Linked DNA regions of Ovis aries: region 2 is linked to region 1. The links are chromatin contacts, called in public Hi-C maps. All regions are on one chromosome and are shown on one strand. Each heading gives the region's core, a stretch centred on a gene start, on an enhancer-like site or on the middle of the called end of the contact. The rest is flanking DNA. Distances are from core to core; before and after follow the strand shown. Region 1 holds the start of LOC121816951 (a long non-coding RNA gene). Region 2 overlaps LOC121816951 (a long non-coding RNA gene).

Region 1 (7,420 bases), core at 852-3,351:
TGAAAAATGTGTCCTTTACTTGAAAGAGGGAGGCCAGTTTGGGTAAGCACCAGCCGGAGTCAAGAGCTGCTGAGCACAGGCTCTGACTGGGAAGAGTTGTGACACTCACTCTTCCTCACCGATCTGCAAACCAGGAGCCCTGGTGGGGCCTGCTGGACTCCGCGTGAGGAACCTGACCTATTGGGAGGTGACAGTCTCATTGACTGATTCTCTCCCACCTCGGCTCATGTCACAGACTCATAGGGCCTGTCAGCGCCAAAAAAATGCCCACAAGTTTCCCCCCATTCTCAGGCCTGATGCTATGTAAGCCTAAACCATCCTGCAGGTGAGAGGATGGCTTGTCCTGCGTCTTGGGTAACCAGCTGCTGTGTTGACAGCAAACAACTGCGTGAGCTGTTGAAAGAGTGAGGGACGACCGGAGGCCCAGATGCGGCCAATCCAGGAGCCAGTATCCGTCCACCGGTCCTCCTGGGGCCCAAGCGGCCACCACATGAGGGCCCCGATGGCCAGGGAGAATCCAGCAGGTGCCACAGGACCAGTCAATAAGGTCAGGATTCAGTCCAGCTGGTGCTGCTAGCGGGGAAGCAAAGGACGAGGAGGCAATGTGGACTTCTGCCTCAGCCACCCAGGGATTCAGTCCTCCCCCCACATCCCACTCCACTCAATACCTCCCATGTGTATTTTTTGACTTAGATAATTCTCATTGCCTCAAAAGCCTGCAAAGTGCTATTTTCAACACTGCTTCAGGACGAGTTATCAATGTGCGTCTCTGAGGTAGAATATTCTGGAGCCACCAGTGTTCTTTTCTTTTTCACGTTGTTCTTATGGCCTGTGTTTCTCTACCTAGAAACTCAGTCTCTGCCCTCATTCCACCCTGTCCCGTTCTTTGAGTTCAATGTCTATCTCCCTATAAGATGGAAAGCCCTCTGAGGACAAGTGCTTTATCTCTCTTCTTCCTTGTTAGACAACAGGGCTGAGCTCACTGACTGGTATATAATCAATATTCAGTAGCCTAACTGCCCCCCTCCTCAACCATATTCCCTGCTGGGGGGCAGTGGGAAGCCTTCCCTGTGTTATTTGGGGAAGCAAGACCCACAGGTTCCAGCAGCAGAGAGGATCTCAGTCCTTAATACCAATGAACACTTGCAAATAGTCCCAGGACTCTTCCTGACCTTTTAAACCCTCTGCCAGATGCCACAGCTCAGTTCGGACTCAGGAACCACCTGCGACAGTGGGACCTTGGGCTCCCCTTGTTCACCCCATTCCCCAGAGGCAGCGATGACACAACTTTAGAGTCCCAAGATTTTCACCAGACTCACCCCACCTCCGACCCCTGGGAGACCAGATTTAACTCACTTGAAATCAAAGTTTCTTTATATGTCTTTTGGCAGGGGATGGGGGCGAGTGGGTGTGGGAACCCTAAAGGAGATGTTCTAATGAACTTATTTTCCTTCATTTAAGGGTAGGGAGATTTTAGGTCATTTTAAATATTCCTTCTCCGTTTTACTAAAGCTTTGTTTGTTTTCCCAGCAGATCTACTATGATAATTAACTAAGCTCCCTAGACTCCTCTCCCCAGGTGCCACTAGTCATAAAGAACCTGCTTCTCAAGGCAGGAGACATAAGACGCGGGTTCGATCCCTGAGTTGGGAAGATGCCCTGGAGAAGGGAATGGCAACCCACTCCAGTATTCTTGACTGGAAAATCCCAAGAACAGAGGAGCCTGGCTGGCTACAGTCCAGTCACAAAGAGTCGGACAAGATTGAAGCGACTTAGCACACACAGACTTCTCGTGAGAGGGACGTGGTTTTACTAGGCCGTGAACCCCTTGTGGATATTCATGGCTTTTGATCCTTTTTTAAAAGATTGAAAATCGTTGGTATAGAAGCAGCAGCAGAATCTCCGTAAGCAAAAGGCTTGTGTTCAAATCCCAGCTCCACACCTTCAAAATGAAGTAACTCTGGGCAGGCTATTTATGTCATGTTGGAAGATCTGTAGAGGGCTGTTGAAGGGTGTTTCTACATGGAAGCCCTCCTGGGCTACCAGGTCAGAGGGCACTCATGTTCTTCGGAAACTCCAGCCCAATGCCCTTAGGCAGTGGCATCTGCTCTCTTCACCCACAAGTGCAGGTGAGTCTGTCCTACAGACGAGGAAACAGGCCAAGGGAGGTTACCGAACATCCCTGATAATGATAGAGAGGGGCTGAATCTTGCAAGCAGAAGGGAAGAGGAAAAGAAAAAAAAAAATCCAAACCCCAAATCATGCTTCTTTGTTCGCCTTCTGGAACTCAGACTCCCGACTTGCCAGAGCGAGCATTGCGTTGAGTCCTGGAATGTTTTTCGAGACGAAGATAGCTTCCCCATCCTGTCGTGTTTTTCACTCTCCCCTGACTCCCACCTGCTTGTTGCTGTCTGCTGGTGTCACACCTTCTGCACACTCGGAGCTCAGAGCTGAGCCGGGCTGGGTGAAACCGGGGCTCCATCTGCCCGCGTGCTTGCTGGGGGGTGTCTGAAGGTAACTTTGTGCCGGCACCCTTTGCCAGGAGGCTGAGAAGCCTTCTGCAGTGCCACCCGGCTCCCATCCACTCTCGGCAGAAGAAGTCGGTACCAAATCCAGCCCCTGGTGCCACTCAGCCAGATGGCAGGGGAAGCAAAACAAAAGTGACCTTGTTAGCAGACTGTGTCTTCCCCGGGAGAAGCTATTTTTGTTGTGGTTGTGAACTGAAGTTGTCTCGGCTGAGTTCTCCTTCCCTGCAAGGCTGTGGAATGTTAATTTGTTCCAAAGTTCAGTATTTTGATTAGAACCAGGAGTGCCAGATTTTGTCAGAAATATTTTGGAATGGGGTAGGCTCATGCGCGCTCACTCTTGCCGGCTCGCTCTCTCCCTCTCCCTCTCTCTCTTGGCCGCTGTACAAAGTAAATGTTGCTGCAGCAGCTGCTCTGGGGCAACAGCCCAGCACAAATCGGAGCTGAGGGGTGAACCCGCTCCTCCCTGCATGCGGCCATGACCTCATCGCCACAGAGGCACCAGGACTGGGGACAGACGTGAGACCATACTATCAGGACACACCCTCGGTTCGTGTGGAAATTGCCGAGAGCCCGACCCAGAGCCTGAAACACAGTAAAGAAATGTGTGCTGGAGGAAAACATGAGCTCCTCCAAGGCTCAAGGCCGGCAGAATTTCTGTAGCCAAGAGGTCACATTCAATGTTTGAATTCACATCAAAGGTTTTGGACTCCCAAAACCCTCCAGGTCTTTATCTTTGGTTCTTTTCCCCGACCATCTTCACTTCTCTCTCTCTTATGAGTTATGAACCCAAGTCCTGTACAAGTATATTCTGTATTGCAGAATAAACACAGATAAGATGAAAGTGCCCACCAACCTCCAGCCCCAGTCTTAGCCTGTAGGCCTTTTTGGGACGTAATGAGGTGCAGGCCCTTCGCCACTGCCTCATGGTGATTTGATTGTATCAAACCTATTACTTGTCGTCAGTCTGGTGGATGAAAATCGGCTTTTGATTTTGGATTTGATTTTTTTGTTTGTTTGTTTTATAGCATAAGAGTAGTTAAAAGCATGGACTTTGAACCCAGCTTCCCTGTGATCTGATCCTAGCCTAGTAGTAGAAGTAGCAGCAACAGCAGCTGTGTGGACAGGTTACTCAACCTGGCTGAGAGTCCATTTCCTCGTGTGTGGGATAGGAAGGTTTCAGTGTTTAGTTCCAGGGGGTTTGGGGGTGTTGAATGGACTTACACAAGCAGAGTATTCAGATCGGGCTGGCCCGTGCAGCACCCTGGGTTGGGGGGTGGGGGCGGTTATCATCAGCACCATGATCTCCCTGGTCACACATACCCCCGGCCCCACACCATCCCTTTCAATTTTGGGCTCAACGATTTCCTAGGTCTCCCAGGTTCCGCACCACACAGAACTTTGGAGCAGGGATTTCTGGGCTTTTGTTCCAGCCTCCATGCGAAGAGAGAACAAATACTTGGGGAGGAGCAACTTTCCTGCTTCTTCCAGCTGGGACAACGAAAGTCTCACGGAGGCAGCCAGGATGAGCATCCTACAGGACAGCTCCCCTCTCCCTCTCCAGGGCCTGCGCTGACCCCGAGGGCAGCAGTTGAGGAGGATTCCAAAGTACAGTAGGGATGCTGACAGGGAGCCCATGCTCTGCTGCGAACATAAGGGAGTGGTGGTGCCTGCTCTTTCCTGTTCCTGCTGCCCCCGCTCACCTCCCGCCCTTTCTACCCCGCCACCAACCACCACTGGTTTGCCTGCCATCAGTGAGAGGAAGGGATAAAAGCTCTGCTGAACCCAGGGTGCTCAGGCTTTGCTTCTGGGACCGTTTGTAGATCCTACCTCCACTTGATCTACAGTTTCCTGGGTACGGTCATCTCCAGCAGACAAAGCTGGACGCCCTGGCCACTCCCTCATCCACACTGTGGCCAATGTGGAGGCTTGGTGGGACCCTTGAGTGGGTGTTCACAGCAACACAGCCCCCAGACAATAACCGTTTAGAAGCACTAGTAGGCCTGCAGTGAAGACCAGCTCTTTGAGATGCCTGTGTACTCCAGGCCTTGGATCGATCCTTGGAAGGGAGGAGCAGGTGTGCGTGCTATATACACAGAGGCGGGCGCTGCAGTTCCAGGCTGAGGCTCCTCAGGAGCCCGGCCAGCTCCGCTCTCCCTCTCATTTCCCTCTGCAGGGCCAGGGAACCGTGGGGGTGCTGCAGGCTGACATCTGCTGCTACACACACCTGTGCTAGATGCCTTCCATGCAGACCAACTGTCTGTCCTTCTTCCTCTCTTCCCTCCAGCAGCTCTTCCTCCCTTTTCCCCCAAGGGGGCCTTTCAAATGGGTGTGCAAACTGCAGGCAGATGCTCAGGGTGCTTCCTGGACTGTCCAGGTACAGGGCAGCCAGCACTTCATCCTCGGCACCTGGGCAGCCAGGTCCCGAGCCTCCGGAGAGCTCACAGGTGGGTGAGCTCACCTGTGAGCTTTGGGAAAACCCAGTAGGAACAAAGTACACGCTAGTCAAGCAGATCCAATGGGCAAAGTGTCTCTACCCTGCACGGTGACACTTCTCGTCGGTTTGAAGATTTCTGTCCTCCGTTGGCTCTAAGTTGACAACCAGAAGAAGAGGGGCACATATATTGGATCACCCGGAGTGTTTTCTTCCTCATTTACTTCTTTTTATTATTTTTGGTTGTGCTGGGGCTTTGTTGCTGTGTGCAGCCTTACAGACTCTGGGTACGTGGGCTTCAGTAGTCGCAGCAAGTGGGCTCAGTGGTTGCGGCATATGGGCTTAGTTGCTCCTCAGCATGTGGAATCTTCCCGGACCAGGGGTCAAACCCATGACCCTTGCATTGAGAGGTGGATTTTTATCTACTGTACCACCAGGTATGTCCTCACCTGGAGCTTTTTCCAGATTCACCTGGCCAGTCTGCACACCTCCCACTCCCAGGCAAACTGGGGAGAGGAGTTAGTTGAAAGATGTCCCTAGGGCCAAGGTAATACTAACAGACCCCTTCTCTACCACCACCACTGCTATCCTTGTGCGTTTAAGCTCTGATTTAAAAATCAGTAGTTACTGACACAATGGGGGAAAGGATGGTCTTTTCAACAAACGGTGGTGAGAAAACTGGATATCCATAAGCAAAAGAATGAAGCTAAAGAGGTATCTAAACGTGGGATGTCTCAGAGTCTTTAAATGCCAAAGTGCATGGTCAGTCTTGAAATGGGTAAAGAGGATGCAGATAGTCCTCAAAACCATTTGACATCGGGGTCCTTCTGGATCCCCCTCTTTGAGGAGGATTTTTATAATATGTGCCAGTAGATGCTGAACCAAAAGATTTTGCTTAGAGTAAGAAGAATTCATCCTGCCTGGGATTAGAGAGAGCCGGAGGGCAGCATGCGGAGTTAAAGAGGTTCCTCCCATCCTTTCATTCATTCACTCAGCACACACTGTTAAACACACGCTAAGAGTTGGGCCTTTTGACACACACTGAAGATATGGAGATGGATGAGAAATGGGCCCCCCTCACCCTCACACAGGAAAATCTGAATAGCAGGGCTCCCTGCTGCCCCACCGAGAGAACTTAGCCCAAATAGTACAAGTTATGGGCTCAACTATTTGAACCTGACAGGGAATGGGGAAGGGGACAGGCAGGGAGGTGAAATGGGAAATTATCATAAAGGCCCAAGAAACAGATGATGAGGGCCTGAGTGGCAGAAGGAGAGTGGGATCCAAGAAACATTAGATTTGTCCTGTCAACCAACAGGTGACTCTTGAAGGCTGTTTTATTCTGGGCACTGTGGGGATACAGGAAAATAAACACAAGGCATGATTCTGAGCCTGCAGGAGTTTCTGTCTAGTTGATCCACTAACTATCCATGAACTATCTTCTCAACGAGGCTTATCAACTTTGTCAGAAGCAAACACATCCCGGGACTAAAGGGACGGAGATGAAAATGGCACTCAGACCCAGGCGTAGAGAACACAGCAGGGGAACAGGAAGACTGACCAGCTCCTTTGGTGCCAGGTGTCACAGACGTGCTGCCTTTGGGAACCCAGACAACCACTAGGTGACAGATGGAGACGCTGTACCCTTTCTCTCCCACGATAACCAGAATAACACCAGAGTAAGAGAGGAAGGAAGTAGAACAGAACAAGGACAAGGGTGGGGTTGCAAGTGAACAAGCTAAATGGGACCACAAACAGCAAGGCACAGTGGCAGCCGCCAAGCTGAGCTGTGCCGGAAGCTGAGAACTGGCCCCGAGGCCAGGTGTGACTCCAGACATTCAGAAGGGCCAATGACTTCTACAACGTGCTTTGGGAGCCGCGACTCCCTAAAACGGCATTCTGCCCCCTCCCAATCACTTCCTGACCCCTAAAATAAGCGGCAACCAATAGTGAGGTGAACCGTGAATGCAGGTTGAGGGGAACACATACCTGTCAAGGAAAGAGGCCAGAGTCGGAGGTGAAATTCAAAGTTGATGTTCTATTGGTTTCTTCTTGCAATTTGTGAGTCTTAGGGTCACAAACCCAGACTTAGTGTGCCTTTGGAGCATTCTGGGCTGTGTAATGGTGATATGTGCTCGCTCCTGTGGGGGTTAGGGGGAAGAGGATGCTGCAGAGACTGTGTCTTTTCATCTCTAAGCACTCGGAGGCCTCCTGCAGGCAGCTTTGGAAACCCAGTCCTGAGGTTAGGACACTAACGAGGGCTGCTACCACACAGGAATGAGAGGGTGAGAATGTGAAGGCAGGGGAGGGAAGGAGGTGGGGAGAGGGGACTACTGGTCTCTCCAGAACGAGAAACAGAAAAGGAAAGGGACTTGTCTGGTGTAGGTTTGACTTTCACGCTGGGGAAAAATCCCCCAAACGCTAAACCAACCCTGACTCCGTTTCCCCCTTGTGCAGTTAGG
Region 2 (7,025 bases), core at 3,834-6,333, 44 kb before region 1:
TCCCTCAGGCCTTCACAAAACACTCTCTTATTTATTCATCTGGAGATAATTCTATGCATATATGAGCACATATATAGATATGGTAGCCTACTATCAATATACTTTTTGTTTTCTGCAGTATCTTTTTTAAACTTAACATACCTTTAAGATTCTGTATCAGTAGCTACAGATCAAAGTTTCTCAGTCTTGGCACCACTGGTATTGTGGGCTGTATAATTCTTTATTGTGGGGGCAATGCCAGGCGTTGCAGAATGTTTAGTGACATCCCTGGCCTCCACCCACTAGATGCTATTAGTGCTGCCCTTCCCCCGACAGTCATCACAACTTATCACAACCAAAAGTGTCTCCAGACTTCGCCAAATGTCCTCTGAGGGGTCAAGCTGGCTGGAGTGAGAACTGCTGATATAAATCTGCCTCGTTCTTCCGAAGGGCCATCCAGCCTTCCGTTGCATAATTTATTGTCAGCCCCTTACTGGCAGCCACTTACATTGTTTCCAGTCTTTGGTTGGTGTAAACAATGTTATAATGAATATTCTTGCACAGGTGTCTTTGGCACAAAAACATAAGTTTATCTGTTGGCTAAATCTGTAGGACATTGTCTTGTTCACCACTTAGTCAATATTGGTTAAGCAAACATACAAATGGGCTTCCCAGGTGGCTCAGTGGTAAAGCATCTGCCTGCCAAGCAGGAGATGACGTGGGTGTGATCCCTGGGTTGGGAAGATCCCTTGGAGGAGGAAATGGCAACCCACTCCAGTATTCTTGCCTGGGAAATCCCACGGACAGAGTGGGCTACAGTCCATGGGGTCGTAGAGTCGGACACAGCTCAGCAACTGTACATACACATATGAATAGGAGAACAGGAACCAGGAGCTTCCAATTCCCTTCTTTTCTACTAAGTGGGGGAAATTCTGCCTAGAGTTGGGAATGAAGCCAAGGCGGAGTAAGAAGCAGCACCAAGGAATGGAGGCCTCATCTAAGCCCCTTGATGCAGCCGCTCCTGCAGCCACCACCTCCTGGATTTGTCCACTCTGTGAGCCAATGTATTGTCTCTATGGCTTAAGCCTGTCTGAATTAGGGTTTTGTAACCTTTAACTAAAAGATTCCTGGATATCGACAGAAGCGTTAGTCCTCCAAGAGGCCTGTCCTGATCCAAACCTAATTTCCTGGGCTGCTACGGACCCCGTGCTGCGCGCACTCAGTCGGTTACTTCTTCCGTGACAGGCGCCCCCATGGATAGGTCTCCTCACCCCTCCATGCAGAGCCCCTGCCCAGACTGGATGCTCAGAAGCCTCTGCTGAATGAAAGAATGTGAGTACCATATGACTCGCAGCCTCAACGCTTCTGCTAAGTAGGGGCTCAATAAATCCATGTGAGGAGCCTTCTGGCCGCAGGAGAAGCCTCTTAACGCAATTCTGGAAGCTCCGCCAAAGGAGCAGAACAATTCCAGCTCCAGGGCACGAGGCTGGGCGGGGAGGAAGGGGTCTCTAGGGGTTGAGGGGCTGTCTTCCAGGAATCTCTGCTGTCCAGAGCCACCCACTGGACTTCACTGGGCAAGTGGCTTCTGAGGCCTCTGACTGCGCCTAAACTTTCCACTCACTTCCAGAACAGGGTTGGCTTCACTGGGAACCATCCTGCTTCGGCGAACATGCCCCACCTGCCGCAAACAAAGCACACCATTTACGTCGTTCATGTTTATAAAGTGCTCTGAGTGTCTTGGACCAGAGCCTCCACACAAGCGCAAAGCTTCACAAGCCAGCAGAAAGGACTAGAATCTCCTTCAACAGCTTCCACCTTGCAAAGCGGCCCAAATCCATGCCAGAGGACCCTGAAAGACCCAAAGGCAACAAGTAGGCATCCTAAGTGCCGGGCTTGTTTACACACATTCTATATTGACAAATGAGCACCTACTGTGTGCCAGACACTGGTCTAGGAGCTAGACTGGTGTTCAGCAGGGAATGAAAGTTTTCATTCTAATGGGATGGGGGCAGGCAGAGAAAGGAAGGAGTCGTTTCAAATACAAATAAACAGTGTAAAGAAAAGAGAACAGGGACTTCCCTGGCGGTCCAGTGGTTAGGACTCTGCGTTTCCATGGCAGCAGGGTGGGGGGACATTGATCCCTGGTTGGGGAATTAAGATCCCACAAGTTAAGTGGCACAACCAAAAAAAGAGAAAGAGAGAGAAGAGTGAGCGTGGTGGTAAACAGGACTCTGGGGAGGTGTTTCTCGAGGTTGGGAAACCACTCTCTCTCCTCCTCAATCCCCCCAGCCGCTGGAAGTCACCTCACTGGGGGAGGAGGCTGCAGGTTATGGAGCACAGGCAAGTGACCTGCCTCAGCCACACGGCCAGACAGAGTGGGCCGTGTTCAGGGTGCCGGGGGTTTGTTTTCAGCAGCTTTGATAAGACGCTCAGACATAGAAATGACTGTCATGAAATAAAGGAATTTCTCATACTCCCAGATCCCGAGAAACAGGAGGCGTGGCCGACATGCCGGGTCCCACGGGGAAGCACCAGGGACTGTCAGGAGGTGGAGGCAGCAAGGGAAAAGTACAGGCGAGAACTTTTACTATGGTTTCTCCTGGGAGGAACGGGTGAGGCAGGGGAGCAGGCTCCAGATGGGCTAGTTGGAATAACCTCAGTGAGATCCGGGGTGTGAGGGCTGTGCCCACGTTGTATGTCCTCGGTTAGCAGGGCAGGTGGACAGTGGCTCAGAGGGTGAGAGTCCTGTCAGGAAGAGGGTCGGAGATGTGACCTCTGGATTGGTTGGTCTGCATCTGTAAGGCATGCTTCCTGGCGACTTGTTCCCTATCTCCAGGAACTGGCTAAACCCAGGAGGAGTAGGTCCCAAGATGTTCAAAGCATCAGAATACAGGAAATAAGACACAGCTAATATGCAGACTCAGCCTGGGGGCTCAGACTATCCCCCCAGCTGCCCACAGTCACTGCAGGGACCGAGACCCTGGCTATGTGGGACTCTCCACCTGTGGGAAGGATACAACAGGTCTGGTTCCACTACATAAGGAAAGAGAAGAGTTGCTCTGGTGTCACTTAGGACACTGTCTTGGCATGGCCCATTCATCCTCATAAGCCTGCAGACAGAGGGTACAATGAGATAGACAAAGGCCCTTAAACTGTGAAGCTGATGAGAAGGAAAATGAGTTTGTGCTGCGATGCCCAAGAATTGTTTTATTTTCTTATAAATTCTGCCCCATTTCAATTCAGAGCTTGTTGTCAAGAGCAAAGGACAGAGGAGGTGGTGTCCTTGATTAAAACAACACAAATACTGTTTTCAAAAATGTAGCTGGCTGGTGCCCATGTTGTTTTAATTTGCTGGGACCAGATTGTCCAGCCCTCGTGGATGTGATCCCAGACAGGCTCGTTTGACTTATTCAGAGAAAAACTCTGTTTTCAGCCACAAACTGCACCCCTCACCCTGGCCAAATATGTTGTAATCCTTGCTAAAGGTCCCAACAGTTATTGCCCAGGAGTCCCAAGCCCACCTTCTGGATGCCAACTCCAGAGGCTACACACATGTTCTCCACGTGCCACTGACCCCAGAGGGAGACCGCAGAGCTGGTCCAGGCTTACCCTTACAGTAAAGCAGGTTGAGCTACCAGCATATGGTAGGCACTCCATAATTGTTTGCCCAATGAATGAGTGAGCAATTGGATCGGTGGATGGATGGATGGGTGGATAAGTGATGGATGGATGGATAGATGGTTGGATGGATGGATGGCTGCATTTTCTTTAGCCATTCATCAACTGATGGCTTTGGGCTTTAGGCTTGGTTCAATTTCTACCAGGCAGGTAAAAAGAATTTTCTCTCTCTTTTCCAGTGAAATGTTTTCATCCCCATATTGACTAGAACAGCTCTCTCTTTGGGGTCGCACAGAGTCAGACACGACTGAGCAACTTCACTTTCACTTTCACCTCCATAAAACAAAAAACAAAAAAACAAAAAACAGGGTTTCCCTGGTGGCTCAGTGGTAAAGAACCCACCTGCCAATGCAGGAGAGACAGGTTCGATCTCTGGTCCAGGAAGATCTCACATGCCACGGAGCAACTAAGTCCGTGCACCGCAAGTGTCGAGCCTGAGCTCTAGGACCCGTGCTCCGCAACTAGAGGAGCCGCTGCAATGAGAGAAGCCAGCGCAATACCGCAAGGGCAGCCCCCGCTCTCCACAACTAGAGAAGAGTCCACACAGCTGTGAAGACCCAGCACAGCCAAAGATACAAACAAATAAGCATTTAAAAAAAGCAAACACAGAACTACTACTGCATGATCCATCAGTGCCACTGCTGCGTACAACTCCAAAGGAGACGAGACCAGAATCTTGAAGAGATACCTGAACTTCCAGGTCAATGAAGCATTATTCACAATAGCCATGACGTGGAAGCAACCTAAGTGTTCACTGACAGGTGAATGGCTAAAGAAAATGTGGCATATTTACACAAGGGAATATTATTAGGCCATTAAAAAAAAAAAAAAAAAAGGAGATCCTGCCATATGCAACAACGAGAACCTGGAAGACATTAGGCTCAGTGAAATTAGCCAGACCCAGAAACACGATACTGCACGGTATCACTTATGTGTGGAATCTGAAAAAGTTGACCTTGCAGAAGCAGACAGTAGAACAGTGCTTGCCAGGGGCTGGGAGAGTACAGGAGATGGGGAGATGGTGTGGTCAAGGGCACAAAACTTTCACGGTGAAGATGAATAAGTTCTGGGGATCTACTTAACACTGCTGGTTAATAGTACTGAACTCCATTCTTGAAACTTGATAAGAGTGTAGATTTCAAGTGTTCTCCCCCCAACACACACAAAATTGTAAGTATGGAAAATAAAGATAAAAGAATCCACCTCTGTCTCTTTCCTTTTATTCTGCTCTCTTACTTCATGCCTTAAAACAAGTCTGGCAGCAGCAGAACGCAGGGAGCTCATGAAGACAGTCTCTCCTTTAAAAATGACCATGATCTCACTCCTCCTCCCACCCCCGTGGAAACTGGAGCACGGCTCAAGGAGACCTGCTGTCACAGGATCCGGCTTACGGGCACAAAAGCCGGGAAATTTCAGAGCCAATCTGGGCCAGGGGAGGCCAGAGCTCGTGAGCTGGGCTGAAATGATTCTTCCAGACTGCAGAGAAGAGAGTGGCCTGCCCGCCCGCCAGCCTGCCCAGCGGCAAACAGGAAATCCCAGAATTTATAGATGACCCCGTTACAAGGCAAATGTTTTGGAACAAATTGTTCTTCTTTTTAAATCCTTGTTTTCCACTAGTTCTTCTTTCTGGATTCCCCCCTCCTTTCCACCTTCCCGCTGTCCTTGTTAAACCGGGGCCACAGCGCCACCTGCTGCCTATCGCGGGCAGAGGGCCTCCACTCGGACAGGCCCTGGGTCCTGCCCCCAGCCCCCCTGCCCTACCAGGGGTGAGTGAGCGGCTTTCTGGCTCCTGTCCCAAGGGTTTGTGCTTAAGGTCACGTACCAAGCCGCAGGAGAACTGCTCCTGTGGTTCTTACGTGACCTGAAGACTCGTGGTAAGCTGTCTCCCCACCGCCCGTCCTCTGGGAAGGCTGGTGGAAAAAGCAAGTCATGTGGTATGACCGGCCAAGGCCAGGTCTCCACTCCGCGCACACCAGCTGGGCCAGCTTTGGTCAATCATGTCAACCCAAGGAGCCTCGACTTCATCCGGGCCCAAATGCAGCAACTTCGCCCGGTGGTCTGGAAAACGTGAGGTGCACGTGCCACAGAAGATGCTCCACGGACGTTGGTCTCCTTTCTTTCTGTTTGGAGTGCTGCTCATTGGGAGGGAATAGCCAGAGAGTCTTAGGGGCAAAGCCTGCACCTCATGTTTCTCTCCTGACAGGAGAGCTCCGCACGGGCACAGCCCGCCCCGGGCACACGATGAGCCTCAGCACAGCCCCCGCGTGTGAGCTGACGACTCTGGGTGGGCTGCTTCCCCCTCTTCAGGCTTGGGTTCCTCCCCTGTATCTGGGGTGGCATTCATGCCCACAGCACAAAGCTTGCTGAGCACTGAAGTGAAAGCACATCCAGAATTTAGCGGGGAGGACTTGGAGAGTAGTAAAGTCGCCCACGACCCTAGCTGTCGTCATTATCGTGAGACGAACATGGTGCCTCACACGTGGGAAGAAGCATTTGGTAAATGAATGAATGAAAATCATCAGAGGACGTGAGGCAGAAGTTAGTCACAGTTCAGGCACCGATGTGCCATGAGATACTAAATGTCTGCACTTGACCATTCCCATCCAGAAACCTTCCTTTATTGAGTATACGATCCTCCACCCAGGACCTCAATTTTTCCACTTGTTGGATGGGCATGACATCCATCCTCCCTATTTCTGAGAGGGGATCTGTCCAGGGGTATGTGTGAAACAGCTTTGAAAAGTTTTAATAGAGTGTAGGAAGGAAGGAAGGCTTTATTTTCATTTAGGGTGGTTCCATGTGCCTGGTGGCTTCACCCTTACCCTCCAAGGGTTCCTGGGGCTCTCTGGGGGTATGTGAGGTTTCTCTTGATGCAAAGTGGTAGCCATGTCCCCGAGCCCCAAATCACTGGGTGGAGTTGGGGGAGGGGGTCAGATCAATTTTATACTACAGAGCCTGGGCTAATCAGCTCTTTTGCTACTGACCCAAGTTGAATACACTCCAAGAAGTGAGTTCCCCTCTAGGAAAGCTCCTCCTCTAACCCAGAGAGAGAATCATGCCCTATAATGCGTCTCCAATATGGCGACTAGTTGGGGAAGAGATTCGAGGCAGGAGACGGGTGGGTTGGATGACATCAGGAAGCAAGGCTGGGGGCTACCATAAGCACCGTGACAGAGTCCCAGCCTAGTCTGGAGGGTCCCAGGGAGCCACAGAGTATTCATAGCAAGGGAGGGACGTGTCCAGAAAGAGAATTTAGGCAGCCGCATGAGGGATAAATGACAGCAAGGACCACACAGCTCCTTCCATGCTATGTGGCCTAGAGGCAGGATAATCGACTATCCTGGATCACCCAGGACAGAGGGAGTTCT

What was found. Hi-C and Micro-C count contacts between places; a contact is called where the count stands out from the background.
Region 2: a contact with region 1 is called in a Hi-C map of omental adipose tissue, with 2.0 times the contacts expected there. The contact joins two enhancer-like sites. A contact is called at or near these places in 7 of 16 Hi-C or Micro-C datasets (hypothalamus, liver, mesenteric adipose tissue and 4 more).

Annotation. Positions count from the first base shown.
Region 1 is chr17:58,330,837-58,338,256 of ARS-UI_Ramb_v3.0, reverse strand. It overlaps LOC121816951 (a long non-coding RNA gene), which reads right to left and starts at 7,211. Exons shown (of 9, transcript XR_009596876.1): 1 at 6,948-7,211. Within about 2 kb of position 2,101, at least 29 of the 54 cell types and tissues checked have an H3K27ac peak or open chromatin away from gene starts, as enhancers often do. A contact at or near this core is called in liver and tail adipose tissue, where this site is marked.
Region 2 is chr17:58,378,594-58,385,618 of ARS-UI_Ramb_v3.0, reverse strand. All of the region lies in intron 2 of LOC121816951 (a long non-coding RNA gene), which reads right to left. Among named protein-coding and RNA genes, the nearest start is that of SPRING1, 100 kb to the right of the region's middle. Within about 2 kb of position 5,083, at least 23 of the 54 cell types and tissues checked have an H3K27ac peak or open chromatin away from gene starts, as enhancers often do. A contact at or near this core is called in liver and tail adipose tissue, where this site is marked.